Regions from separate parts of the Mus musculus genome. Here all the other regions are linked to region 3. A link is a contact called in public HiCAR-type data. All regions are on one chromosome and are shown on one strand. The core of a region is the stretch at or near the end of the contact, and the rest is flanking DNA. Distances in the headings are between cores, read along the strand shown.

What was found. HiCAR-type assays count read pairs that join an accessible place to other places.
Region 1: a HiCAR-type map of fibro-adipogenic progenitors shows a contact between it and region 3, with 3 times the contacts expected there. The contact joins two enhancer-like sites. A contact is called at or near these places in 9 of 39 promoter capture datasets (the 3T3-L1 cell line, 3T3-L1-derived adipocytes, the C10 cell line and 4 more), 1 of 15 datasets of contacts at CTCF or cohesin (the NIH/3T3 cell line), 10 of 484 Hi-C or Micro-C datasets (the AML12 cell line, CD8 T cells, embryonic fibroblasts and 6 more), 4 of 115 datasets of contacts at active chromatin or transcription factors (embryonic stem cells and fibro-adipogenic progenitors) and 1 of 9 other capture datasets (adipose tissue).
Region 2: a contact with region 3 is called in a HiCAR-type map of fibro-adipogenic progenitors, with 8 times the contacts expected there. The contact joins two enhancer-like sites. A contact is called at or near these places in 1 of 15 datasets of contacts at CTCF or cohesin (the NIH/3T3 cell line), 2 of 484 Hi-C or Micro-C datasets (liver and uterus), 4 of 115 datasets of contacts at active chromatin or transcription factors (embryonic stem cells, extraembryonic endoderm stem cells, fibro-adipogenic progenitors and 1 more) and 1 of 9 other capture datasets (embryonic stem cells).

Annotation. Positions count from the first base shown.
Region 1 is chr1:153,315,238-153,319,691 of GRCm38.p6, reverse strand. The region is part of intron 1 of Lamc1 (laminin, gamma 1); the gene reads left to right. Among named protein-coding and RNA genes, the nearest start is that of Lamc1, 15 kb to the left of the region's middle. Within about 2 kb of position 1,956, at least 56 of the 459 cell types and tissues checked have an H3K27ac peak or open chromatin away from gene starts, as enhancers often do. A contact at or near this core is called in adipose tissue, fibro-adipogenic progenitors and muscle stem cells, where this site is marked.
Region 2 is chr1:153,352,711-153,357,047 of GRCm38.p6, reverse strand. No RefSeq gene overlaps it. Among named protein-coding and RNA genes, the nearest start is that of Lamc1, 22 kb to the right of the region's middle. Within about 2 kb of position 2,802, at least 27 of the 459 cell types and tissues checked have an H3K27ac peak or open chromatin away from gene starts, as enhancers often do. A contact at or near this core is called in fibro-adipogenic progenitors and uterus, where this site is marked.
Region 3 is chr1:153,046,334-153,051,100 of GRCm38.p6, reverse strand. All of the region lies in intron 1 of Nmnat2 (nicotinamide nucleotide adenylyltransferase 2), which reads right to left. Among named protein-coding and RNA genes, the nearest start is that of Nmnat2, 94 kb to the right of the region's middle. Within about 2 kb of position 2,805, at least 83 of the 459 cell types and tissues checked have an H3K27ac peak or open chromatin away from gene starts, as enhancers often do. A contact at or near this core is called in adipose tissue, fibro-adipogenic progenitors, muscle stem cells and 1 more, where this site is marked.

The DNA of each region.
Region 1 (4,454 bases), core at 707-3,206, 270 kb before region 3:
ATGCTCTTGCTGTGGGATGCTTCCATTGTGTTACAATCCACAAGAAGACCCTTACCAGGTAGGTACCAGCAGGCTTTGGGATGTCTCAGCCTCCAGAACCTTGAGCCAAGTCAATTTCTGTTTATTTTAAATTACTCAGTCTGAATATAGCAGCAGGAAATGGATCAAGATAGTGGCTAACTAGAGTAGTAATAATGAAATTATGGAGTTTGTAGAGAATATAGGTAAATCCTATATATAGTCATACATGCCTATATCCATGCAATGCCTGGGAGGTGGGATGGAGGTCAGAAGTTCAGAGTTACCTTAGGCAGCTGTGGGAGCCCAAGACTCAACAACAGTCCTTAGGGAAGTTTAAGCTGTTAAAAATATTTTGACAAAAGGATTCGAGTTTAATTTATTTTAAACTCATACCAAGGAAATTGGGGTTGGTGAGATGGCTCAGTGGATAAAGGGACTTTATTCAGCCTAGGGACCTGAGTCTGATTCTTGGAACTTGTATAAGGGTAGGAAGAGAGACTTGACCCCATAAAGCTGTTCTCTGACCTACAGACATGCACAAGTATATATACACACCATGGCATGTGTACCCACCACATGCATGTGTACACAGTAATGCATACAGTTAATGGTGGTGTGGTTGCCTGAGGCTTGTAGTTAATCTGCTCAGCTGCGTTTCTCAGGTGTTCCTGCTCATCACATCAAATAGTCTGATAGGTCTAGTGACTTCACCTGTGACTGGTGAGCCTGATGCTTTTAGGGGCTAGGGTAGAGGACAGTGTTAAATCCCCTGGGACCAGAGTCACAGACAGTAATAAGATGCTTGATGTAGGTGCTAGGAACTGGACCTGAGTCCTTTGACAGAGCAGCAAGTGCTCATAGCTGCTGAACCTTCTCTTCATCCCCTGAGGTTCTATGTTTGTTTTTTTAAAGACAGGGTCACACCATGTAACTGGCTGGCTTGGAATTCATTGGGAAGGTTAGGCTGGCCTTGAACACGTGGAGATTGGCCTGCCTCTGCCTCCCGAGTGCTGGGATTAAAGGTGTGCATCATCACGCTCAGCTAAGTTTTTGACTTGTGTTTTAATATGAGATCATAATTTGATACAAGCGAGCATCCTAAGAATTTTCCTTGCAGTTGTTCATGTTGGATGTGGGGAGAAGCTGGGATGAAGGTTATGGGGTGGGGACTGATGACGCTTGTTAGATGCCTTAAGACCACTTCGTGGGAAAAGTGTTGCGATCAGGAGACCGCATGCCCCAGATTGACTTTGTAGATCACTTCTATGCAGAGTTGGAATTTATAGTGAGTATTTTAGATAAACACATGCAATAGAAACTTCCCAAGAGATTACAGATTCTTAGAATTTTACAGATTATGAAAGTTTATGGAAACATCTGTAATGCAGCTGTGATAAAGTTTGTTTACTTTTATCAACTTTAGAAGTTCAAGCATGTTTACTGCTGTCGTCAGGGTTTTTACCCCATGCCGAGATAGAAGTTAGCACTGACCTGTGGTGGACATGGGAACCACTTGGTTTGGTAGTCATCTTGAGAAGGCTTTGGTTTTTGATGACATCCCGTGTAAAACTGGGCTGTGCTGGCCCAGACGGCAGTGGTGGGTGTGGATCATGACTAGGGGAGACTCTGGAAACAGACAAACCTTCCAGATGTCTAGAGAATGTGGACTTGCGGCGGCCTGTGCTTGCCGTTCTTGTGTCTGTATCTGTCCTGCTTTGACTTTCATGGTTGCTTTAGGGAAGGGCCCGAGGACCTGTTTCTTAGATTGGGAAATAAAATGGAAGTTAACGTTTTTCTGGAAGCCTTTTAGTTGGTATTGGCTTTTCTGTGAGAGAAAGAGACCGAGAAGCCGTCTCAGTCCCTTAAGGCCGACTGTGGGTGGGGGCGGCCTCGAGGATGTGGCTGAGAGGTAACGGAAAGCAGATTCATTCATGGCTCTGGTGAGCTTCAGTTATGAAACGGGCCTCCAGTGCCCCAGTCAGCAGCCTGTGAACCATGCCTGACTGAATGGGTCTTGGTTTTGAAATTTACAGATTGCCTGGATCCCCACTGTCTCCTTGGCCTTCTTCTCAGATGCAGCTGTTTTTGTTACTACATCATTTTGTGTTTTAACTGGCTGGTTACTTTCCCAGTCCCTTTTATGGTGAATAATGACACATGGAGCTTGAACACCCAAGTGTGTGGCTAATCAAACAGGAAATCTCAAGGAAGCACAGAGAAACAAAAGACAAGACAGGAAAGGTCATTCATGAGCCTAGGCAGTAGACATCTGCGGGAACATCTGACAGCTTGAGACAGGCTGGAAACTCAACCAGTGGAATGTTTTATGTGGGACTTGCTGTTTTTCTTATGCATTGGAAATATTAAGCCTTAATAAATTAGATAGAAGTGAAGGTGAAAGAGAGAGAGAGAGAGAGAGAGAAAAGAATGTGGCATTCTTGCCTTTCAAACGGGAAGGCAGCTCTGGCCGCAGGGTGCCTTGGATCTAAAAGTCTGATGTGTCCTGTCTGAAGCAGCAGTGAAGCTGCATGTGGGGTGAACGAGTGACTGGAGGTGACGACCGGGTTAAAAGATGGCTTTAAGCAGTGCCTGAGGAATAGGAGGTTAAAAACAATTAGGCGGCACGGCTATCATTGTAGCGGGAGGATTTTGACTTCCAGGCAGCCTGGGCTGCATAGCTAGTCTATAACCAAAGAACCAAAGAGAAGAAGAAAGAAAAATGTGGTCTAGTAGGAGAGCAAACCTATCAACAGATCCCTAATGCTAATCCTGGGACACAGAGTTGTGACAAGAACAGAAAACACCATGGGAACCGCGGAAACTCCAGTTACCTACAGAGATGTCAGCAGTCCGTATGAATACTACAAAGACAGTCCATATAAATGCCTTCTCAGAAGCAACTGTCTGGTGACCTTTAAGATTTATTTATTTATATGTATATGAATACACTGTTGCTGTCTTCAGACACACCAGAAGAGGGCATCAGATGCCCATTACAGGTGGCTGTGAGCTACCATGTGGTTGCTGGGAATTGAACTCTGGACCTCTGGAAGGAAGAGCAGTCAGTGCTCTTAGCTGCTGAGCCATCTCTCCAGCCTGTATAGAGATTCTTGCCTCCTCTGATCAGAGACTTGTCAGGACCAGCCATTTAAATGCTATCTTCTACATAATAATGAAATTAGGAAGCTACAGAGCAGAACTGCCCATTAAGCACCAGGAGGTGATGCAGATGTGAAGGGAAGGAGCTTTGGGCCTCTTAGGTGGAAGCTGAGGCAGTGCTGGTTGTGTGCCTGGCTCTGCATTTCAGTCACAGTGGGCTTCTGCACACCACAGAGATGCTCTCTTCCCCCTTGACTGCCCCCTAAATGCAGCTGCTAAAGGTCTAGTGGAGTTTCAGCTCTTCCCGGAAGACCACTGATTTCAAACTCTCCTTCATCGTATTTGTATTTGTCTTTATGTTATGCCAGATCTATAGTTCATCTGATTCTGAACTTGAGGGGAAAGGCTGCAGGCCTGTGAGGTGAGGGGTGTGGTACTGTCGCCAGGATTTACCCCATTAGATGAATACTCCGATGCTAATATAAACTCAGTGATTTCTTAGTCCCTCTTATGAAATATTTAGAATATCTATTATGCAGGAGACACTGTAAAATTCGGGGACGGGGGAGAGAGGATCTGAGCTTTAAAATCTGGGTGAAATGATGCGGCACCGAGGGGCTATTAACTGTCTTCCTCCACTGGCTTTGTGTCTCTGGTGTACACACAGCCTGGTATCCTCTGTCTGGCAGTCTGTACTCAGAAAAGCTCGTTGGATGAATGAATTCAATGGAGACTTCTGTGACACTGTGACCACTGTGTACAGATGACCTCAAGAAGCAGCAGCGGTTTGTTTATGTTTTCCCAAGATGGAGTTTCCCTTTAGATAGGGTTGGAGTTGGATGTCTGGGGTAGGTTGGAGTACGTGGTGTAGCTTCTGCAATAGCATAGCACTAGACCCCTGTACCAAAGAACCCCAACAAGAAAGTCATCTACCAAACATTGATACCTGGTTTTCTTTTATGTGGTGGGTCTGTGGTGAGTGGTTCAGGGCTATCTGGATGTGGGATTATGGTCCTCATCTGCCATTCCTTAGAGGGCCTTCCTTGTTTACGGTTGATTTTGAGGGATGAGCACTTCTCGCCTCCTAATCGGTGCACACTGTTGAGAACTGTGTGTCTTAAGTGTTAAGACTAAGACCTGATGTGGCGCACATCATTTGCACTGCTATGACAAGGACAATGAGAACAGATTTTGGCAGACAGCAGTGCATAGCGACGTTTCTCCCTGAGCTGTGCCTGCCAACTCCTGTGTGGCAGTACCCACTTCCCCCACATGGTGGTCTTTTTGTGGAGTCTTCCTCAGAGATCTCTTCTCATTTGAGGACAGTAGCTGGC
Region 2 (4,337 bases), core at 1,553-4,052, 310 kb before region 3:
AAGTGCCTGACCATTCAGCCAAAATGTTGGGTCCCATCCACAAGTCACTGATGGCTGTCAGGGGATCCCAGGAAGCAGGCAACTACACTTCTGAGTAAAGTTCTCCCCAGCAGGAAGGGGAGTGTTTTCCAGGGCCACTCTGGGTGCATCTAATGCCACACAGTGCTGGTATCTAGTCCAACACAACCTGTAAGTTGGTTAGAGATTTTCTTCCTCACTTTATCATGCCTATGGATATCATGATGCTATGTGGGGTGAAGGAGGGGAACCAGTTTGTGGCTAATGAGAGGGTCTCAGGTTTAAGGACCTACATCAGACCAAACTCTCCATTGCTGTATCCCTCAGTGACGGAATGCTGCTGGCCGCTCCCTGCTCCAGGGCACTATCTCGGATTAGAGAGAAGGAAAATCCTGCCCAGCTGGTGATAAGCAACCCAACTAACTAATCTCTGCATGTCTACAGTCAAATAGTCATTATCAGGATCCGATATCAAATTAAGAGCTATTTATCAAAAAAGAGAATAGGTATTTGTTGAAGAGAGAATGTCTTTGTGATGATAAAATTGGGTTCTTGATAGGATTATTATTCTCGTTTAGGCCTGCCACAGGCTCTAGAGAATTCTAAATTAGCCACGCAGACACTAGAGACTGTCACGGCAGTGGAAGCCACTGCCAGCCATCTTTCATCATGGCTTTTAACACCAGTGGCTTTATAGGTTGCTCAAGGCACACGTTAACCACCAAGTATGTTCTGTCTTCTCAAGGCAGTTTCCAGGCATAGTGAGATCTCCTTTTATAGAGGATGTCCTGCTACATCTCGATCACTGGAGTCCAGAAGCCTTCTGACCCACAGGACAACGCAAACTGGTGAGAGCACAGTACAGTGCTTCTGGTGGGCAGCATCTGTTCCATCTCTCTATCAGGGAGAATAAACTATTTCTGGTACTCTCAGCTTGTTGCCATAGGAGACATGTATCCACCAAATACACAGGAGCTCGTGAGAAGCCTCCTTTTATTGATTTGACCCCTTAATGAAACGACAGCTGTGCATTAGGCCTGGAATCCCAGCTGAGACAGGAGACTCAGTCTGGATAGCAAGAACCTCCTGTCTCAAACAGAAGAGGGACACACAGACACACAGACATGCACACAGAGAGACACACACACAGAGACAGAGGGAGGCAGGCAGGCAGACAGACAGAGACAGAGACAAAGAGAGGTCAATGACGTGACGGACAGATATGATGTCAAGACCTGTTTATCTTCAGGCCAAGTCAACCTCAAGCTCACTAAAGACATGACAGGAATTTTTCCTTTCTTAACTCCTGTTCCTCTGCTGCTTGTACCAACCATTTTCAACATTTTTTATTTTTAAATATTCTGTGTGTGTGTGAATGCAAGTACCCACAGAGGCCAGAGTGTTGGGGCTCCCTCCCTGCAACTAGCCTTCCTGGCAGTCGTGAGTTGGGATTCCAACTCCAGAACAGAGCCTGTACCAGCCCCAAAGGCACTTTTCCTCATTTTAAATGAAGCACTGGTGGAGTTTATAGTGAGGAGATTTTAGCATAGACTTGAGCATGAAGGATAAGACAGAGAGAAGTTGAGAGAAAGACACACCCATGTGCCGGTGTGCACTTCTCCTGGGCACTTCAGCAGCGGCCACTTCTAAGTACTTTTAGTGCTTGCAGTTTTCAGTCCCTCCACAGAATGCTACCACCCATCCCATTTTACAGACGAAGAAGTCTCATTAAGTGACTAAGGAGCTTGCCCAAGTCACACATCAGTAATTAAATGTAAGTGGTTTAGATCCAGGCCAGTTCTCTCAGACATCACTTCCTTGTGATAAATAAAATATTCAACAGGAAAGCCACGTCTTTCCTTACGCAGCATGCATGGAGAGAAAGCTGTTGAAGTTATTCATTGAGAGAAGAGTCAATGGAAGCCCTGGATGTTTTTGTAAAGCAGTTAATTCAGGTAACTTCCCCGTGCTTCCATTGAACCTAGTTCTCAGGCCATGCTAAGCCAGCTGCATCTCCAGCCAGCAGGCAAACTGAGATTTTTTCCCCCTCTTTTTTTTCTTCTAGTATTTCCCTTGGCCATTTATGAAATTGCACTCCTTTATGAGTTCATTGTTTGTCTTCCTCCTGAGATAGGGAATTCCTTGAAGGGAAGGATCATATTTCTTTTCCTTTTTTATCTTCTGCAACAATGTACAATGGAGGGTTGCTCACCATAAAGACAGCAAATTATTCTATTCAAAAGAAATAGTACTAATTATTCAAACTCAGTGTTTGTGAATACCTTCTCCCCAAGGGCACAGGCTTATTTCAGAGCCTTTGATTGAACAAGCCCTGATACTATTCTTCTAAGAGTTAAACATTCTTTTCCTTGTTTCACAATCGAGGACCTCACTGTCAAAAGGTCAAGTGACTTGCCAAAAGTTATAAAGTCAGTCACTGAAGGGAAAAAAAAAATCCAACCATCTAGCAATTATCTTTTCTTATTACAGAACAATTCTCTGCAAGCTGAATTAATTCACGAATATATTAAAAATATTTAAAAGTGTATTTGAGGACAATGAAGCCAGTCTTGAATACAAAACAGTCAATTATGTTAACTTTTTTTTTATGAATTATTTTGAAAATCGATCCTGAAGGGCCTCCAGAACCTACTTTCTGTGTTATCTTTGTTTCCTGCACATTATTTCAGTAAACACGGGCTGCATCCTCCCAGGAGAGATGCAGGGCGGAGGTGAGACAAAGCTGCACACCACTTAACTTGTTTTGGCCTCAGTAAGGAAACGTGGCCACTCCAGATGTTTCCATGGTCTGAGCACATTGGATCCAGTGGGTAGGCGAGGCTGGGCTGAGACTCAAAGACAGGGGCTTTCTTTTAGCCAACAATAAAATCCCTGCTTCCGCTCACAAGGGCTTCTTTTTTAAGAAGGAATATTGCTGCTACTCAGTTATAGATTGGTTCTAGCTAATGACAATCCGGGAACTTGAATTTCTAAGCGTGGATATAGTTATTTTCTCCCCGATGTCTGCCCCAGAGACTGTCCTGTCCCTCAGACCTTGTTAATAGCATCAACATCCCCGGAGCTGAGTTGAAAACCTCGAGCTCATTCCGGAAGCTCCAAGCTCCGTCTCCCTCACCTTCCTGTGTCTGTCCGGTCGCGGTACCTCCTCCTCTCTTGTGTAACGAACCTGCCATCAGTCCACCGCCTCTCTGCCTCTATTCTCTATGATGACAGTCCCCTAGGTGCCTTTCCTGCCTCCTCTCTATTTCTGGCCATTTTCCCTCACCAGTTTAACAGAGTTATTTGTATATTTAAAAATAACCTATAGCTATCTTTGCCTTTGTTTGATTTTTCTAAGACAGGTACTCAATATACAGATCAAACCAGTCTCGACTGCACAGAGATCTTCCTGCCTCTGTTTTCTTAGTGCTGGGACTAAAGGCATGTGACACTACTCCTGATGTTTTAAGTTTTTGTTAGTAAATATCAATTATACCTAATAATGGGTTTCATTATGACATTTTCATACATGTGCATAATATGTTTCAAATATATTCACCCCTGTTACCCTCTCATGTCCCTCCCCATCCCACTAATCTCTTTTTCTTTATTCCTAGATCCCTCCCACATTTGTGCCTTTTCCCCCCCATCAGAGTTGCTCACAGGAGTATGGGTGAGAGGTTATTTACAGGAGCATAGGTATTTTGCCACTAGCAACACTATTGAAGACAGTCTCTCCCTCCCCTAGCAACCAGTGATGGTCTACAAATCCTCACGGATTGGGGGGGGGGTGTCTCAGGAATCTTTCCTTGCTACCATTAAATGTCTGTGTTTCCTCAGAGAATGAGGGTTTTGTTGTTTTCCATAACAAACTTAAGTATTTATTTCAAGGTCTTTCTTCCTTCTCCTTCCTTCCTTCCTTCCTTCCTTCCTTCCTTCCTTCCTTCCTTCCTTCCTTCCTTCCTCCCTCCCTCCCTCCCTCCCTCCCTCCCTCCCCCCTCTCTCTTTCTTTCTTTCTTTCTTTCTTTCTTTCTTTCTTTCTTTCTTTCTTTCTTTCTTTCTTTCTTTCTTTCTTTCTTTCTTTCTTTCTTTTTTGAGATAGACTCTTAGGTAGCCCAGGCCGGCCTTGAACTTGCTGTACCATCATGGGTAGTCTTGAACTCCCACTCCTCTTGCCTTTACCTTCTCAGTGCTGGGATTACCAGGGTATCACCACACCCAGTTTGTGGGGTACTGCTGACTGAACCCAGGGCTCTGTGTTTGCCAGGCAAGCACTCTATCACTTGCACAGTGTCCACTCCATGGCTTTGAAGGCAGGG
Region 3 (4,767 bases), core at 1,556-4,055:
GGAAGGGTAGAACATGGTGTATGTGCTGTTTTTTAGGAATTTAAATTCCCGCCAGGCAGTGGTGGCGCATGCCTTTAATCCCAGCACTTGGGAGGCAGAGGCAGGTGGATTTCTGAGTTCGAGGCCAGCCTGGTCTACAGAGTGAGTTCCAGGACAGCCAGGGCTACACAGAGAAACCCTGTCTCGAAAAACCAAAAAAAAAACAAAAAAAAAAAAACAAGACAGATGAGTTCAACGCCAACCTGGGTTACACAGTGTAAAGCCCTGTCTTAAAACAACCACCAAGAGCTTAACCTGACACTCAAGTATTTCAACCAATTATACATCTTCTCGTATGTGGATCATTTTTACCTCTTTTTACCCCTTTTTACAGTTTTGCATTTTATCCCTGCAAAATTATGCTGCTGACCATTCCGGAACAATGAAAGCCCAGTCGCCGGGCTGTCCAGGACACTGGTGGTGAGCGCAGCACACAGAACCGGCTCCCAGTTGTTTCAACAAGATGGAAAAAACAAGCACAAAATACATCGCGGGGCAAAAAGCATCTGCACACTCTGAACACTCAGACTCATTTCCCGAGTGGAGTGTTGAGTAACATGCTCAGCAGTTAGTTCTAAGTCTCTCACCCGGTGCCCATCCAGAGAACACATGGATATTTAATTCAATCCAGTTAAAAGTATTGCATCCAAAACATTCTTAAGATATCACAGTAGCCCAGGAATTGAGCAAACCACTCAGGGGATTCAGGGTTCATCTTCCTAACAGCTACTGAAATGCTTTGCCACCCTAGGGATAGGGTGGGCTTGCTTCCTCTCCTTGGGACGCTTCTGATGTGCATGTAGCAGCGGTAGTGACATCACTGGACTCCCCTCCAACTCCACAGGTTCGGGTTCCCAGGAGCTTTCTTTCCTGGAATCTGGTATTCATTTTGGCAGAGGTCACAGGAGTCATGTGAACGATGAAGAGGGCGTGGGTGGCAAGCCAAGTGTCTGTGTCACTGGGGGGGGGGGGCATTACTGTGGCTGCGACTCCCTACTGAGATCAGTGGTTGCTCTGTGTGTTGTGAGCAAGAGGAGAGGGTTGGCCTCTTCCTCCACTCTAGACCTCTCAGCTTGAAAAGGGAGCAGATTCACCCCACATACCACACATAGGCATGTGTGTCTGCATGCATGCCTGCTCTCCTTCCCCGTCCCCTCACAATCTCTTTCCTGTCTATGGAGATCAGATCATAGGCTGAGCTGAACAACACCCCCAGGTTGCTTCCAAAGGCTGATGCAGCACCAGGCATCCCCCAGGCCTCAGAGCTGGCCAGGCATGGGTGTGTGAAAGACTGTCCAGGGGTGTGGGGTACTGCCAGTTTTCTGAAGGGCAGGAACTGCACCTCCTCCAGTTTATTGCCTTATGCACCCCAAACAAAGCCCACCCCCAAGCCCTTATCAGGACATTTCAGATAGGTTTGACACTAAGCAAACACTGATTAAACCAAGCAATTTCTCACACATCCTTCAAGATCTGCTGGAAATCCAAAGTAGCCAATTCTCTTGGAACTCAGATTTGGCACGTGTGCAGTGCCCGTCTCTGTGCCCCAGCCTTTAATTCCTGCTGAGTAGGAGCCCAACAGTAACCACAAGTAGACTTGTATGCTAAGTCTTCCCTGAAAAACACATACTTTTTTTTTTTTTTTTTTTTTTTTTTTTTGGCCTCAAACTTGCTATGTAGCTTAGCTCCTAATCTTCTTGCTTCCAAGTACTGGGGATTATAGACATAGACCATCATACCCAGCTTTGTGCAAGCCTTGGGAAGTGAAGAAACCGAGGAAAGTTGACTCTGTTTTCCTCTTTCTTTATTAAAAGATAAGAGAAGGCTCAGAGACAAGAGACTGCAGTGGCTAGAGAAAGAACCAGGAGGATACCTGGAGCTCGTTCCAGGTTCAGTGAGAGACCTCATCTTTAAAAAAAAAAAAAAAGAAAAGAAAAAAGAAATATATATCTTTATATATTTACCTATATTTATATAAATATTTATATAAATTTAAACAAACAATTATGTATTTATATAAATTTATGCATTGATATGTTTATATAAATTTATGTATATATTTTATATGTTTAAATTATATATAAATATATATTTATTTACACATACACATATATATTCATACACATACACACATGAAATCCACTGAGAAGACACCAGATCTCAGGCACTTGCATATACACATATCTGTACATACACACACACACACACACACACACACACACACACACACCCCTATACATATACATGTACGGCTCATGCCATCATTCACTGGAACCGGACTAATAACAACAAGAATTTAATGTGCCAGCCATTGTTCCCTGGGCCTTAAGGTAACTAGTGGTTCTGTGGCCTAGCTATCTAGCCCCTCTGGGCGTCCAGCCTGACACTCTCTCTTGTTGGCAGACCTCAGTCATGTCTGAAGGAGAAACACCCAGGTTAGAGGAGAGACTTGGCCTCTGTGGGTGGGAGTGGAGACCAGGGCCGCAGAGGCAAGGCTCACAAGAAAGGACTCCATTTGAGTCGTCTGCCGAGAGTTAGGTCAGCTCTGGGAAACTCGTTCCCAGGCAGTTTTTGAAAAACCAAAAGAGGTCATTTTGTTCTCCCTGAGAAAGGAAATCCCCTAAAGAGAGCAGTGGGCGGAATTTCTGAGGGCACGGAGTCTCTGGAAGCCAAAGGCGGGGTCAGGGAGGCCAAGGCAGTGGGATCATTACACAACCCCCTCTCCTTGGGAAAAGCCCAGCATCCTTCCTGCCTGGAGTGAGCCGGAGGCCACGGGCTCCATCTGCTGTGCCCTGGTGAGACACACACCAAAGAAACCCAGTTACTGGCCTCCATCTATTCTTTCCCTTGATAGACGCCCAGCAGAGGGTGTGGTGTCTCAGACAACAAAAACAAACAGAAGATCGTATCTGTACGTCTGTGTGGGGCCGGGGTGAGTGTTGTGTATGTAAGTGCAGGTACCCATTGTGCTGTGCAGTTTTATGATAGCTTGACACAGCGAGATATCTGAAAGGAGGGAAACCTCAACTGAGAAAATGCCTCTATAGGATCCGGCTGTAGGGCATTCTCTTGATTAGTGATCGATGGAGGCAGACCCAGCCAGTTGGGTGTGGGGCAATCCCTGGGCTGGTGGTCCTGGGTTCGATAAGCCAGCAGGCTGAGCAAGTCATGGGGAGCAAGCCACTAAGCAGCACCCCTCAATGGCCGCTGCATCAGTTCCTGCCTTGATTGAGTTCCTGTCCTGATTTCCTTCAATGACAAACAGTGATATGAAAGTGTAAGCGAAATAAACCCTTTCCTCCTCAACTTGGATTTTGGTCATGGTGTATTCAGCACAGCAATAGAAACCTTAATAAGACACCACAGTGGCCAAATGAGGGCTCAGATCCTCTGGAACTGGAGGTAAAGGCAGTGTGAGCCCTCTGAGGTCAGTACTGGATCCCCCACAAGAACAGTAAGCATTTTTAACCACGGAGCCATCTCTCCAGCCCTTAGGACTTGCATCTAAGGCCATAGAAGGGGTGACACTGAGTCTACACACAGCCTCTGTACTGCCCTTGCTGCCAGGCAATCTCTGTGGAGATATGGGAGTGTGCGCCCCTGCCCTTCCTGGGACTGTCACGGTGGGTATACTGAACTGGAAGTCAAGGTTAGATAGAGTCTGGTCTGTTTCCACGGGAAAATGGCCCTGGCTTTGGACTTCTGGAGGCCTGCCTGTAAAAAATAAATCACCTTGCATCAATTAGATTGCATCAGCATTGAGCACCTACTATGCACCAGTGTGGGAAACCAAGCACAGGGAACACTAGGATTTCTATGAAAGCTCAACCTGGAGGAGTTTACTTTCTAAACTGATCATTCCAACGCAATGCCTCCTGCTCCAGCGGTTGCCGGGCTGAACTGACATGGCGCATACACGCGTGTCTACCAGCTCCAAGGATCACGGTGATTTTCCAGAGGCACAAGGAGAACCAGAAGCAGGGCAGGACACTAAGAGTATCTCAGGCAAGGCCTCCCCTCTCAGCAGGGCCTCCAGCACAGAGGCAGGGGTAGAGGGGGGTGGGGGGAGGGGGGAGGGATTGGGGATGGGCCTGTCTGCCTCCTGCTTCCACCTGCTAAGGTAGCAGTGCTAGCTCTCTTTCTCCCCCTCCTCCCTCCATCTCTTCCCTCCTCCCTCCATCTCTCTTTTCTTTCATTTGTCTTTTTTTCCTTTTGCTCCCACTATTCTACAAGGGAGTCCTCCACATGGGGAATCAACAGAACATTCTTGTCCCATCAGACAAGAGTCGTTGGGGACTCCCATGGGACTGGGAGGGGAGGTAATCCCTGAAGGTCCTATGCGGGAGTTTCCCCATCTTTCTGCCTCCCAGCTGTGTCGCTGGGAAGCTCCTGTGGTCTTCTTCCTCCCGCTGGCTTCCCCCATTTTCTCCCTTTGCCTTCTCTGTCCATCATGGGCGTGCTGGGATAGATTTCTTCTGGCCAAATGAGTGGAAGAAAGGAGAGAAAGAGAGACCACAGAATAGCAGCACTAATGTCCTCGGAGAGCAACTCTCTGAGTTACCAGAGGAGGTGAAGTAATAGACTCCAAGAGTGAAACAGGAGAAGACAGAGACGAACCTTCTGAGATGGGGGAGCATTTAGGAGTTGGAATGAGGCGACAGTATCGGAGAAGGAGAGGGGAGGGGCTGAGCGGTGTCCTGGTTTGAACAGAGCATCCCTTTGGTGTTT